Regions from separate parts of the Bos taurus genome. Here region 2 is linked to region 1. A link is a contact called in public Hi-C data. All regions are on one chromosome and are shown on one strand. Each heading gives the region's core, a stretch centred on a gene start, on an enhancer-like site or on the middle of the called end of the contact. The rest is flanking DNA. Distances are from core to core; before and after follow the strand shown. Region 1 overlaps ABTB2 (ankyrin repeat and BTB domain containing 2). Region 2 holds the start of ABTB2 (ankyrin repeat and BTB domain containing 2).

The links. Hi-C and Micro-C count contacts between places; a contact is called where the count stands out from the background.
Region 2: a contact with region 1 is called in a Hi-C map of liver, with 8 times the contacts expected there. The contact joins the promoter of ABTB2 here to the enhancer-like site in region 1. A contact is called at or near these places in 3 of 11 Hi-C or Micro-C datasets (liver, skeletal muscle and an unstated tissue).

Annotation. Positions count from the first base shown.
Region 1 is chr15:64,880,602-64,888,092 of ARS-UCD2.0, reverse strand. The region is part of intron 1 of ABTB2 (ankyrin repeat and BTB domain containing 2); the gene reads left to right. All of the region lies in intron 1 of LOC132342356 (a long non-coding RNA gene), which reads left to right. Among named protein-coding and RNA genes, the nearest start is that of ABTB2, 48 kb to the left of the region's middle. Within about 2 kb of position 3,367, at least 6 of the 102 cell types and tissues checked have an H3K27ac peak or open chromatin away from gene starts, as enhancers often do. A contact at or near this core is called in liver, where this site is marked.
Region 2 is chr15:64,929,265-64,936,755 of ARS-UCD2.0, reverse strand. It overlaps ABTB2 (ankyrin repeat and BTB domain containing 2), which reads left to right and starts at 4,070. Exons shown (of 17, transcript XM_003587004.6): 1 at 4,070-5,374. The coding sequence starts at 4,492. It overlaps LOC132342356 (a long non-coding RNA gene), which reads left to right and starts at 5,382. Exons shown (of 2, transcript XR_009490698.1): 1 at 5,382-7,234.

The DNA of each region.
Region 1 (7,491 bases), core at 2,118-4,617:
TAGCTAACCTTATGTTACCTAAGCCCTAATCTTACATTGGTCACAAGTTATGAAAGCACATATTCACGTGAACACATTGCTAGACCCCCCTCAAGGTTTTGGAGGGGACTGCCACAAGCCCGAAGTTGAAACTGCCTCAGCGTTGCAGTGAATCTTCCTCAGCTTGAAATGTCCACCTAGGAGAACATAAGCTAAGCTGAGCTGAGTCACTTCAGTCGTGTCCGACTCTGTGCGACCCCATAGAAGGCAGCCCACCAGGCTCCCCTGTCCCTGGGATTCTCCAGGCAAGAACACTGGAGTGGGTTGCCATTTCCTTCTCCAATGCATGAAAGTGAAAAGTGAAAGTGAAGTCACTCAGTCGTGTCCGACCCTCAGCGACCCCATGGACTGCAGCCTTCCAGGCTCCTCCATCCATGGGATTTTCCAGGCGAGAGTACTGGAGTGGGGTGCCATTGCCTTCTCTGAGGAGACCATAGGGGTGCCCATCATCCAGGGCACAGTCGTGTCTTATAAGTGCCCGAACTTCATCGTTAATAGTAAAACTGCTTAACTCTTGAGGGCCAGAGGCTTTTTAAAGCATTTCACACAGTTTTGTTTTCTTGAACAGACCGAGCAGAGCAGATGTGAGTGTTCTTGATGACTCAAGGTTGTCGTGTAGTATTTTTACAGCCCTGTGCTTGCTGTAAGGGAGTGATTCACTCAGGCACCCCAAGATGTGACCTGGGGTTGACTCCAATACTAAACAGCCCCACGTTCAGTCTTGTTTTACATTTTTTATACTAGCTTTCTCATTTTTCAGCCTTTATAAAGCTGTTAGCTACCATTTCTGGCTGCTGTGAACAAGCTGCGGTCTGAGAAACAAAACCAGCCAGCTTCCTTTCAGTTAATAGACTCTTTTGAATATCTGCTTGTGTCGGGTGATAAGCGGCTGGGAAGTGTACATGTACTGTATACTAATTGTTGTTGTTTAGTTGCTAAGTTGAGTCTGACTCTTTGCAACACCATGGACTGTAGCCCACCAGTCTCCTCTGTGCATGGGATTTCCCAGGCAAGAATACTAAAAAGAGTGGGTTGCCATCTCCTGTTCCTGGGGATCTTTGTGATCCAGGGGTTGAACCTGCACCTCCTGCATTGGCAGGCAGATTCTTTACTGCTGAGCCTCCAGGGAAGGCCACAGGTACTCACAGTGGTTAGTAATAGCATTCATGGATTGCTTGCTGTACACTAGGTGATCTCATCTCATCACATGTGTCCACTCAGGTCATCCTCATAGTCGTCTATGAGGTAGGTGCTGTTATTATCCCCATCCTGCCAGAGAGGACGCTGAGGCACAGAGAAGTAAAGCGACTTGTCCAGGGTCACAGAGCAAAAGGTGCTGGGCTGATATTCAGTCCCCGGCAGGTAGTCTGGCTCCAGAGCCCGTCTTAACCGCAGTGCTCCGTGGCTCAGTGTATAATCTCTTATCTCACAATACCCTTAGAGAAAAGTTTTAGACTGTATTTTAAGAATAAGGAAATGAAAACTCAGAGTAGTGAAGTAACTTTCCTGACAACATCAATTCCAAAAGACCCAGCTTTTTAATTTCACTGTGTTGTACCTCCTAGAGATTCATCTACTGTGGAGCCAGACTTTAGACCCAGAGAGCATGATCTGTGTCCCCAAGGAAATCACACTCTTGAACATATATGAAAGGAAAGAATTGTGGTGTGAGTCTGAAGAGCTTTCTCAGAGCCGTGAATGGGGGTCATGGCATTTCTAGAGTGTAGGCTCAATAGTTATAGCACACAGGTTTAGTTGTCCCGTGGTATGTGGAATCTTCCCAGACCAGGGATCAAACCCATGTCTCCAGCATTGGCAGGCAGATTCTTAACCACTAGATCACCAGGGAAGTCTGGTTATGGCATTTCTGTTGATAGCTTAGACTCTTTTCCATCGTTTCCTGATCATGGCTGGATGCTGGATGGTGAAGACTGCTGAAGAGCTGGGTTCTAGGTACGTGGGGTGTGGAGTTACGCAAGAGTTTTAGGGTGTAGAGGTAATGTGGGTCATGCACATGAGGAGATTAGGGAAGACAGAGGGATAAACTGTGACCTGGGTGAGAGAACAGCATTAGTCATTTCTTGGTCCTGATCTTGTGGGTACTTTAGAGAAATGACCTAGTTGTTTTGAACTTCTGTTGGAGACCCTTTTGAAGCAGAGCGAGCATGGGATGCTGTCACACTGTTCTGGCAGCACCAGGAGGAAGTCTGGGGGATGATACCTGCTGACTCGGGATGTCATTGTAAGAGTTCTTAGGCTACCAAGCTCTGAATAAGTGGATCATTCAGGGCTGCCTATAGGAAAGTCAATCTCACTCTCAGTGGCCCCGTAGAGTCCTGATTAAAGCTTTGTTCTGCTTTTTTCTTTAAGTCCTCTCTCATCTTCTCATGCTATTAACATGTTAGTTGTCATTTATTGCTGTGGCTGGAAAACTAAGCACGCAAGCTGTGAGTCAGTCATGAGGCCCTTCTGAGTGCTCCTATGTGTTGAGCTCATCCAAACTCTCATATAGCGAGATTTCCTAAATATTATAAAGTAGTATTTATTTATGAAAAGGAAAAAAAACAACAACTAAAGGAAACAGTTCACCTTCCAGTCTTGTTTTCCCTGAAGAAGTACTTTTGAACCACATGGCAAAAGGCAGGGACACAAGCAAATGATGGAATGCCTTTTAAAAACAATCTCCCAGATGTGTGCTGGGGTCGGAGGTGCGTTGAGCTTATCCCCGTGTGGGGTCTACAGTGTTGAATAATGAGAAAATTAGTTTAATATCATGCAAATATTTATCCATCGTATGAAAGTTATTTTACTCGCAGTATTGTTGTACTTAGTGCGCTCTGGTACATTATAGAATTATTTTTCCCTCTAATAGTGATTCCAAGTTGTTTCGTTTTATTTAAATGAGATTTTACTGACTCTCAGAAGTAAATATAATTATATTCCAAGTACATATATTTACCTTATAACGTTAATATATCATTAATTATAATTGTATCACAAGTCAACATGATGTAAAAATAAACATTAGATAACATTACTGTGTCAATATGCACTTTCTTGAGAATGGCGGTCTATTTTTTCAGCTGCACTGTGCAGCATGCGGGGATCTTAGTTTCTCAGCCAGGGTTTGAACCCATGCTTCCTGCAGTGGACGTGCAGGTATTAACCACTGGGCCACCAGGGAAGTCCTGGCAGTCTTATACAGAAGAATGTCTCTCATGTTAGGTGATACATGCTAAATTATCAGTAGAGGAAGCCGAGTGTCTTCACCTTTCAAATGGTTCAGCAAAAAAGGAAAAATAAACATGGTAACCTATTAACAACTTGTGAATCTAGGTGAAGGGTATGTGGGTGAAGTAACATTCTAGTCCTTTTGCCCCGTCCTTTAACGGTCTCTGAAGGCAGAAATCATCATGAATGAAATATACTGAGATAGCAGGTCTTTATCATAAGCCTCCTCTTCTTTTACTTCATTCATTTCCGGTGAAGCCTCAAAGCCACCAGAAGAATATTCATTTATGTGACTTGCAAGATTATTTTCTGCCAGGAAGGCAAAAAAAAAACCAAAACAACCAACTGCTCTGTTGACTCACCTTTTCAGTTTGCTGGAAAAGAGGTCCATGTGGTATTACTACTTCAGTGGTGATGCTTTTGTGAGTATCACGTCAAATGTTGCAGGGTGTTCTTTTTTGGAGAGAAGACAGCTAAGTGCGAGACAGATCAGCTTGTCTGATAAAGGCTTCCCCTCTCACATGTTTCAGGAAAACACTGCCATTAACCAATGGCCCCAGAGGTCTCTTGGGTGTGTCGCTGAGTTTAGTGTGGAGACTTAGACATTTTGATTTTAACTTTCAGATGCAAGGAGCTCTTCCAAATCAAGTGCAGCAAAGTCCACGTTTTCTTGAGCCTGAGATGTGTGTTCCGATATGGGTGCTCTGCAGTTAGTCCTAACTCTGCGATGGCACCCCACTCCAGTACTCTTGCCTGGAAAATCCCATGGGCGGAGGAGCCTGGTAGGCTGCAGTCCATGGGGTCGCTAAGAGTCGGATATGACTGAGCAACTTCACTTTCACTTTTCACTTTCACACATTGGAGAAGGAAATGGCAACCCACTCCAGTGTTCTTGCCTGGAGAATCCCAGGGACGGGGAAGCCTGGTGGGCTGCCGTCTTTGGGGTCGCACAGAGTCGGACACGAATGAAGCAACTTAGCAGCAGCAGCAGCAGTAGATGTCTCAGATGCTCTCCCACGAGTCCTAACCTTACTCAGGGGTGAGGCTCTGATGTCAGTGGACACAGCAAAGTTCATTCGTGGCCAACATTTTTCTGCAGAAAATTTTTTCAGTGGCTTGGAATGTATACTACATGCTGCTGCTGCTGCTGCTGCTAAGTCGCTTCAGTTGTGTCCGACTCTGTGCAACCCCATAGACGGCAGCCCACCAGGCTCCCCCATCCATGGGATTTTCCAGGCAAGAGTACTGGAGTGGGGTGCCACTGCCTTCTATGGTATACTACATGAGGCACCTGGAAACTGGACCAACAGGGAGCACAGGTTCATGGTCCTGTCCATGTTCACCCTGGGGCCTACGCCCTTTGAAGGGAAGGGCAGTGCAAACGCCCGTCAACAGAGCCTCTGTGGCCATGTGGTTGGTTAAGAACCCTCTGCAATTGCATTGCTGGGTTCAAATCCTGGCCCCGCCACCTCCGATCTACGTGTCCATGGACAGGTTACTTGACCTCTATGTTGTTTTTTCATCTGTGAAATGGGAGTCATGCCTACCTAATAAGTTATTAGGAAGATTAAATGAACTCACGTATAGGAAGTGCTTGGAGCAGTGCTGGCTCCCCGTTAGATTCATGTAAGTATTTACCACTAGTGTTGTTTCCTTCACGTGTTATATTTGCATTCATGTATGTTAAATGCGTTTAAAGTGCAACTCCACTGAAAAGGATAGAGTGTGCACTGGCGCTAGCAATTGAAAATGAAAGCATTTGATCTCTTCCTCCTCTCGACAGGAAGCTTGCACACCATGCCACTCACATCTTCCTTGCAGTCGATTCCTGTCGCCTTGGATGTAGGGAGGCTGTTTCCAATCCTCTTATCATGGTGACAGTGCTTGACTGGTTGATAGAAAAGGAAGATGGAGTTAAAAAGGAAACGTTTGTAAGCAATCCTTGGTTGACGGTTGGCTGGCTGCGGTTGGGTGCCACTCTGAGGAAACACTCAGCACAGGAAGTGACCTTTGCACCCCTTCCTGTGGCTCTCCCTCTTGACCAATGAAGTGAGTTGACACTGTCATATTCATAAATACCACAGTCCAGTAAGATTGTGGGGAAGGCGAGATGCTAAGTGTGTGGTTTGTCTATTTGGGAAAGACCTGAGAAAGTGTCCTGGGGCCTCTGCCTGAAATCAGAGGACAAGAAAGTTGAGAATGAAACCCATCAGGAATATATCTGCCAGAGACAGGAAATTGAATTGGAGGTGCCTTATCAGATGCCCATCTTAACCCTCAAAGAGAAGCACCAACAACCCAAGATACAGATCCGCAGATAAGGTTCCATTTACGACTGGAGGCTTGATAGCTCCAGACCCCTGGGTAGCTTAGAACCCCCTGGTGAATCTGTAATGTGTCTGGGTAATAAACCAACTGGCAGAAATGTCCCAGCTCTCCTGATTGGGGCTCTGAGTACCAGGCTTCAGTAGGTCTGGTTTCTGAGGGCTGGAGGCTCCATAGCATTAGCTGGTCACAGGGAGCATCTTGCTTTGCTTGCTGCCCCCAGATTTTCACAAGCACTGGCACAAGTTGCTGACAGAAATAGCAGGCAGGCCAAGTTGATTTCAGGCCTTAGTAATCTTTCCGGCTGTAGTCAGCCCCTCTCTGGGGCGTGGAGAATCAGCAGGCCTTCTCACGCCAGAGATGTTTATGCAGGAATGCCTGTTGTCAAGTTTCCCCGGTAGAACGTCCATTGACAGGTTTGAATTTATCTAGGTTTCCGATAGGAAGGTAAGAGTTTAATTTTAGTAAAGTCAGGGAGAGATTTTGTATTTTTGTTATTGTAGTAAAATGTACATAACAAAATTTAGCGTTTTAAACATAAACATTTTCAGGTGTACAGTTTGGTAGCATTAGACTCACTCAATGATGTACAGCTGTGACCACCATCCATTAAAAATTATATTTTTGATGGACGCCTCATGGCATAGGAAAATGCTCCCCAAATGTCCAGAGATGGGAGACAAGAGGGCAGAGACAGGACCCTGTATGCTGTGGTCCACTTCTAGGAAAATATACATGAATGTCTTATGTATGAAACTAGGCCAAAGTGTTATCAGTGATTATCTCAGGATGGTGGAAACACACATAGTTTTTGTTTTCTTCCCTATACTTTCTGCGATTTGCCAAATTTTATGCCCTGAGCATACAAACATGTTGAAATGTTTTCTAATGTTAAGGGTTCTAGCTATACTTTCTGCGATTTGCCAAACTTTATGCTCTGAGCATACAAACATGTTGAAATGTTTTCTAATGTTAAGGGTTCCAGAGTGAGGAGAAACGGAAGACTTCTGAATCCTCAGAGGTGGATCCCTCTTTGGGTTGTAGACAGAGAGAATGGTGCTAAAACATATGTGTGCAACAAAGTTCACAGGCCTTTTCCCCCTTCTCTCCCTTTCAGCTTTGAGGCTAGGCCTTCATGCTCTGCTGGTTGATGTGATTATTCCAATTTAAGCTTGTTTATGCTAACTTTTTTTCCCCTTTAGATTTTTTAAACTTGAAGTACAGTTGATATACAGTGTTATATGTTACAGGTGTGCAACACGGTGATTTTCACAATTTTTAAAGTTATACTCCATTTATAGTTTTTGCAAAATACTGGCTGTACTTCCTACATGGTAAAGTATATCCTTGTAGCTTATTTTATTCTAGCTTTCTGATGGACAGGAAATGTACACAAACCAACTTGAAAAGTTTATGATTCACAGTCATTTCATGCGAACGGAACACACGAGAAAGGCAGAGCAAAGGAACGGAAACAGAAGGGTGGAAAGAAGCACTTAGTCCTCATGGGGCTGTGGCAACCTCTTCTCGTTGGTTACCTTTGTTGAACACCCAGAGTTTGAGCTCATTCCCCACCCCCAATTTTCTTTTGAAAGAAAGGATGAAAAAGCTATGAGGCGATGTATGGGCTCTGATTATGCCCAATTACATTTGGCAAGCCCAAGACCAGAATTAATGGGACCAGATTATTCTTCAGCGCGAGATGCCGTGTTGCCCAGCCTAACGATTTTAGCTCTGGCCATGCCGTAGATGGTCAAACAAATTAATAGCATGCTAATAGGTGCCTTTCAGGCTTCTCGTTTATATTAATGAGTTCCACTCCATCCAATAACCAGTGATTTATAGCTTTGGAACTTGGAGCCTGGCTATAAAGATTGTCTTTTTGTCACTGTTTCT
Region 2 (7,491 bases), core at 2,821-5,320, 48 kb before region 1:
GCCACCTGTTGCAAAGAGCTGACTGATTGGAAAAGACCCTGATGCTGGGAAAGATTGAAGGCAGGAGGAGAGGGGCAGAGAGCATCAGAGGATGAGATGTTAGATGGTATCACTGACTCAGTGGACATGAATCTGAACAAACTCTGGGAGACAGAGAAGTACAGGTGAGTCTGGCATGGCGTATTCCATGTGGTCGCAAACAGTCGGACACAACTTAGCGACTGAACAACAGCAACAAATGTTTTATTCTTTTTACACTTCAAGTCATCAAGTAACTTGAATATATTAAGATAAATCCCATTTGCTCTTTTCCTCCAAGATACATTCCAGATAGTTTCCTAGATAACCTTTCCATTCAGTAAGTTCCTTGTGTCAAATTTCCAGTTAAGTCATATTTATTACTTTTTAAATTAAAAAAATTTTTTGTTTAATTTACAATGTTGTGCTGGTTTCTGCCATTCAACAAGGAGAATCAGCGATAAATAGATATATACATATGTGTGTGTTTTCAGTCGTGACTGACTCTTTGCAATCCCATGGACTATATCCATGGAATTTTCCAGGCAAGAATACTGGAGTGGGTTGCCATTTCCTTCTCCAGGGGATCTTCTCTACCCAGGGATTGAACCCCTGTCTCCTGCATTGGCAGGCAGATACTTTACCACTGAGCCACCTAGGAAGCCCCTTAGCTTCATACAGGTAATGCATATTTGTTGAAAATCTTCTTCACCAACAATGGTGAAATCAAGACCCAAACTACAAAACATGATGGCAACTGATGCTTACAAAAAATAATGCGAACGGTTATGTTTCACAGATTTGTGCAAACGTCTTTCAAATCTCAGTCTGTCCTTTTATCAAAGAGGAGATCGAAGCATCTGTTATTCCTTGTGATTTAATAGTTAAAAAAAAAAAAAAAAAAACACCGCATTCCATTGACAAAAAAGAAAAAGCTTTGCTTCCAAACAGCACTAGTCTTTAAAGTGACTTTTCTCCAACGTAAATATAGAAAATAGCCTTTTTATGGAGCACATTCGGCTTGGTCAGAACCCCTTCCTCCCCAACAACATTTAGATGTCACCTGAGTCTTCGGTGCAAGCGCAGCCTGGGAGGTCTGAATATATACAAATGCCCGCTCCCTCTTTATCCTCCCTCTCCCCCTCTCCATCCCACCCCTCTAGGTCCTCACAGAGTTCCAGGCTGGGCTCCTTGTGTTATATAGCCGCTTCCCAGTTGCTACCTATTTTAGGGTTAACTTTTTATGGAGGCGCACAATAAAATGATTAAAAAGAAAAAAAGAACACCCGATTAAAAAAAAACAAAACTTGGCCGAATTTATTTCCTCTAAATGTCCATTAGAGGGCGACATTTGCTTTACTATTATATGACCTGCCTCTGGAGAAATTTGTATGCAGGTCAGGAAGCAACAGTTAGAACTGGACATGGAACAACAGACTGGTTCCAAATAGGAAAAGGAGTACGTCAAGGCTGTATATTGTCACCCTGCTTATTTAACTTCTATGCAGAATACATCATGAGAAATGCTGGGCTGGAAGAAGCACAAGCTGGAATCAAGATTGCCGGGAGAAATATCAATAACCTCAGATATGCAGATGACACCACCCTTATGGCAGAAAGTGAAGAGGAACTCAAAAGCCTCTTGATGAAGGTGAAAGAGAAGAGTGAAAAAGTTGGCTTAAAACTCAACATTCAGAAAACGAAGATCATGGCATCTGGTCCCATCACTTCATGGGAAATAGATGGGGAAACAGTGGAAACAGTGTCAGACTTTATTTTTCTGGGCTCCAAAATCACTGCAGATGGTGACTGCAGCCATGAAATTCAAAGACGCTTACTCCTTGGAAGGAAAGTTATGACCAACCTAGATAGCATATTCAAAAGCAGAGACATTACTTTGCCAACAAAGGTCCGTCTAGTCAAGGCTATGGTTTTTCCAGTGGTCATGTATGGATGTGAGAGTTGGACTGTGAAGAAAGTTGAGCACCGAAGAACTGATGCTTTTGAACTGTGGTGTTGGAGAAGACTCTTGAGAGTCCCTTGGACTGCAAAGAGATCCAACCAGTCCATTCTGAAGGAGATCAGGCCTAGGTGTTCTTTGGAAGGAATGATGCTAAAGCTGAAACTCCAGTACTTTGGCCACCTCATGCGAAGAGTTGACTCATTGGAAAAGACTCTGATGCTGGGAGGGATTGGGGGCAGGAGGAGAAGGGGACGACAGAGGATGAGATGGCTGGATGGCATCACCGACTCGATGGACGTGAGTCTGAGTGAACTCCGAGAGTTGGTGATGGACAGGGAGGCCTGGCGTGCTTCGATTCATGGGGTCGCAAAGAGTCGGACACGACTGAGCGACTGAACTGAACTGAACTGAATAAGATTTAAATCGTATCAACTTTCTTTTCACATTTTTAATCACATTGAATATCCTTACCTACTTTGACTTCCTATCTCTGTTATAGAAGATGTAGTCATATCTTGTGTCCTCTTTTGATTTGGTCCCTGTGGACTTAACATCGTTCATTAGTATCAATACTTCCAGCCTTGACGCCATTCCCAGTTGTAACCACCAAGCGGCGGTATTGCATAAATAAAGATGCGCTGGAAGGCAAAATTAAGTTAAAACTGCCAAAGCAAAAGGAGTTTCACCAGCAAAGGGCAATTAATTTAAGAAGGAGAGAGAGAAACCAGACATTTCTAGTTCGTATGCAACTCACGGCCCAAGGTCAAAACCCTGTGAGATATAGTACAAAACAGCTATTCAAGAGCGCAGGAGGAGGCTGACCTGGGGGAAATGCTTGCACAATCTCCTCCTTGCTTTTGTGGCTCCACAGGAGGAGGCGTGTCCACGTTCGTGCACGTGTCTGTGAATAGTTACTGGACAGCTGCCGGCCGGGGTGGGACCGGGCATGGATCTGCTGGATACCGCCTCTGGACAAGTGCATGAGACAGGTTTACAACGGTGCTGCTTGGAGGTCAGCTCTCATTTAACACCGGAAGGAAAGCGGGTCCTGAGCCGGGCAGAGAGCTCGCCTGAGGGCACACCGTTAGGAAGAGGAGCGTTCAGCCAGATGTTCCAAGCGCGGGCCACAACTAGGAACGTTTTTCATTTTCGCACACCCATTACGCACGTGTGTAATACCCGCCCCCCGCCGCCCCCGCCCCAGCACACACACTCGGACACTGAAGCACAAGAAGGATCCAACACAGCAAGCGGCGTTGTACAGTTTAACAGGAAATTCACCGACTCTTGCAAATCTGATCAGTTACGGCCTTCTCCCTGGAGTAGTACTCAGACTACTGCGTGTGTAATATTTCAAGTGGCGGGGAGAGGTGAGGGAGGAATCGCAGCCCTCTGGAGGCTGTCCATTTATCAGATGCCAGACTAAGAATTTCTATTCTGATTGGAGCCTAGAAAGCAACGTAAAGAAAACCAGACGAATTTGGGAAGAGAAGCAAACACGGGCAAACTCCTCCCTCCAAATACAACTGGAGTTTCGTCTCGGGAAAGCGGGAGGGGCTTGGCAGAAAGTCTTGAGAGCGAGGTGGGGCGTCTGACTTGGGTCCCCTCCCCCAGGCCTCGGTTCCCTCCTCTAGTCCCAACCCCTCCTGCTTCCCTACCCATACTCGACTCGCTGGCTTTGGTGTTTGGCACCAAAAGGGTTTGAAAAGGAGCTGCGGACGCCCAAAGCCTGGACGGCGGGAAGGTGGCAACGCACAGTGGCTTTTCCTTTACCTCTTTCTTTAATTCGTCAGCTCCTTAGCCTAACGTTTCGATCCCCCCTTTCCCACCCGCCCAGTCGCTCACTCGCCATCTCTTTCCCCCTCCTCCACCGCGCCCTCGGCGGCTTCTCCAGACCCTCCGCCTCCAGCCCCGCCTCTGCCCGCGCTGGGTTTCACCGGCGGCAGAGTGAAATCAGCAAAGTGACCGCCCCTCTGGGAGATCATTGGTGTAGCCCCTGCCCGTCGCGGCCGATGATTGGTGGGCCGCCCGGGTTATTTGCATGCCGGCAGCAGCCCAGTACCCAGCTGTGCAGGCGGCTGGCTCCGCGCAGAAGTTTGCAGAGAGCTTTCTCGCAGGTCGGTCCCGGACTCGCGCAACGCCGGGAGCCGCCTCCCTCGATCGCCGCCGCCCTGTTTTCTCGGGGTCCCTTCTCTGCGGAGAATAGACGCTCTGCTTCAGGAAAGCTGAGGTGGACCAGGCGGGTTGCGGAGGAGGAGCAGCGGAGGATCGTTCCAGTGACAGCTCGGAGTCGGGACGCCGGGAGCGTGGGGCTCTGGCCGCCGCGAATCTCGCCCACCTTCCTGCGGCCGCCGGGTAGGCGGGCGGGCGATGCGGCCGCCGAGCCCCGCGGTGCCGAGAGAAAGGAGGGCGCCCCGGAGAGCCTAGAGCTTGTTTCTGCCCACTTGGGGAAGGGCGCATGGAGTTGTGAGCGCCCCTCGCTCGGCGAGGCCGCCCCGGGCAGGCTCCCCATGGCCGGGACGTACAGCTCGACTTTGAAGACGCTGGAGGACTTGACCTTGGACTCCGGGTATGGGGCCGGGGACTCGTGCCGCTCGCTCAGCCTTTCGTCCTCCAAGTCCAACTCGCAGGCGCTCAACTCTTCGGCGCAGCAACACCGCGGGGCGGCCTGGTGGTGCTACTCCGGCTCCATGAACAGCCGCCACAACAGCTGGGACACGGTGAACACGGTGCTCCCCGAGGACCCCGAAGTGGCCGACCTCTTCTCGCGCTGCCCGCGCCTGCCCGAACTGGAGGAGTTCCCCTGGACCGAGGGAGACGTGGCCCGGGTCCTTCGCAAAGGTGCCGGCGGCCGGCGGCAGCCCCTGTTCTCCGCCGAAGCGGTCAGGCGCCTGGCGGGGCTGCTCCGCCGGGCGCTCATCCGGGTGGCCCGCGAGGCGCAGCGCCTGAGCGTGCTGCACGCCAAGTGCACCCGCTTCGAGGTGCAAAGCGCCGTGCGCCTGGTGCACAGCTGGGCACTGGCCGAGAGCTGCGCGCTGGCCGCGGTCAAGGCCCTGTCCCTATACAGCATGAGCGCGGGCGACGGGCTGCGCCGGGGCAAGTCGGCGCGCTGCGGCCTCACCTTCTCAGTGGGCCGCTTCTTTCGCTGGATGGTGGACACCCGCATCTCCGTGCGAATCCACGAGTACGCGGCCATCTCGCTCACCGCCTGCATGGAGAATCTGGTGGAAGAGATCCGGGCCAGGGTGCTCGCCAGCCAGAGCCCCGACGGCGGAGGGGCCGGAGGCGGGGAGGTGTCCGCTGAGGCCCTGGAGATGGTCATCAACAATGACGCCGAGCTCTGGGGCGTCCTGCAGCCTTATGAGCATCTCATCTGTGGCAAGAACGCCAATGGTAAGCTCGCGGGCTCCGGGCCCGTGGACCGGGCTGGGGGGAAGTCCAACCTGGGCTACGCAGGGGGTGAATTTCCTAGGACCAAGGAGATTCAAGACCTGAGAGAAAGCGTTTGGTCTTTGGGTAGAGGAGTTCATTAAGGAGTCTTTCCCGAGGTGGTTCTTTCGGCGACTGACTTTCGGAGGGCAAAGTAGTGGTTGATCTGATGCTTCCTGTTCTGCGTCGTGTTGTCGCTGTTGGGGGCCATTCACTGATTGAACCTCTTGATGAAGCCATCCCTGAACCTCTCTTGGCGTGAAGCGGACTGCCTTGTGGCCCTCTGCCTTGCTTGATGGGTCTGTAGTTGGCCTCTTTTCCGGACCACTGGGTAGATCAACTACGGTTCGGTCCTAGTTCTGTCGAATACAGTAGCAGCAGCCAGAGGGTCTGGGCTGCAAAGTCTTGGCTAAGTGGGATGGAAGGAGGGGAAGTGGATACCCTGGACCTGGCCCTGCCACCTTGAGCTTTGCTGGGTTGAAGGATGCCTTTCAGGGCCCTCTGGGGGAAGGTGGAGAGGTAGTGGTGGGTTCTTGACTCTGAGCCCAGGGTTATGGAACATGGTGACTTCTGAACCCCCTTCCCAGTAAAGGGAATCACATGCCAGTTCCCAGACCTGATTTTCCAAGCTGTCACCAACCAAGTGAGCAATTAATTAAAACCCTATGTTGTATTAAGTGCATGACCTTCTAGACTTTGCTGAAAGGATGACCCCATAGTCATCAACCGAGCTAGGGGGAAGCGGGGTGGGGGATGGGCAGACAGCACGATGTCAAGTGCCAGAAAGAAACCTTTGGGTAGTTGCCTTTCTCTGAAAGAGGACATAGCTTCAGTGCAAAGAGTGGTAGGGAAGCACTTGACCTTTTCACTGGAAAGGTTACGGTGTGACCTGGGTTCAACAGTAAACTGCCTACCAGACTCCAACTTCAGGAGTCAGCAAACCATCAGTTCTCTAGAATGATACTTTGGCTAAACATCCTTACAGTCTGATCGGAGGGCGATTTTAGGGGCTGCATTCAGTGGCAAGTAAGTGGTACAGAGGAAGAGGCCAGGTGGGTATGGAAAAGGCATAAAGGGAGTCATATTTAAGTGTGGTTTTACATAATTGTAATAGCAAAAATCTTAAATTAGCACTTAACAGTGTGTCAGTCTCTGTTTCTAGCACTTTAATATAAACTTAAGTTTAATATATAAACTTAAGTAATCCCAGCCACCCTATTAGGTAGGTACCTATAGTATTATCCCCATTAGATAGATGGGGAAACTGAGGTACCCAGCAGTCAAGTAATTAACCCAAGCTTACACGGATATTAAGTGACAAGAATTTGAACCCAGGCAGGCTCCAGAGTTCAAGCTTTTAGCCACCGGAGGAGAGGAAGCAGCTTTGTTTTCATTGATCCAATTTCCAAGGGGAGCAGTTGACAACTAAAGACTTCATTTTGAAGACAGTCTGTCGCTACCCACATGGCTGACTTTGACTTTCTTGGGTTTTGTTTTCAATTCTGACACAACTGAAAGGAGATGCCAGGAATGGCAAGAAGAGCACTTGCCTTTTCATTTTCCTCCTCTTAGGTCAGAGTTGAGGTCAGTCCAGAATCTCAGCTGATGATGTCACAGCTGATAATTGTGCTTTGCCCTGCAGGTTTGTGGCATCAGCACAGAGAACACAGGCTCCAGGAGAGGAAGTGGAGGGCAGGGGGATTTCCATACGGTTGTCAGAGCCCAGGGGAAGCAGCCTGAACTTTTGGCTGAGGGGAGGCCCAGTCTGAACTCAAAGAAGGAAGACTCCTAGAAGAAAAAAACAAGGCCTAAGGTGGATAATAGGTGAGAAACAAACAAAACATGCCCTTCACACAGAACTGGTGCCCCTCAGGTTGAGAGGCTTCTCGGTTGTTCTAACTGTGAATTGAAGCTGTTAAGAGCAGCTGCCTCCTCGGGGCCCTCTGAAAATTCAGAATGTGACAAGTGGCTAGAACACAGGTGTCTTCCGTGAACGGGCTTATTTCCTATCTAGGGTCATCACTCCTTGGGATTTTCTTTACAGGGTGGGGTTTTGACCCCGTGATTTGACCTCTTCCCCT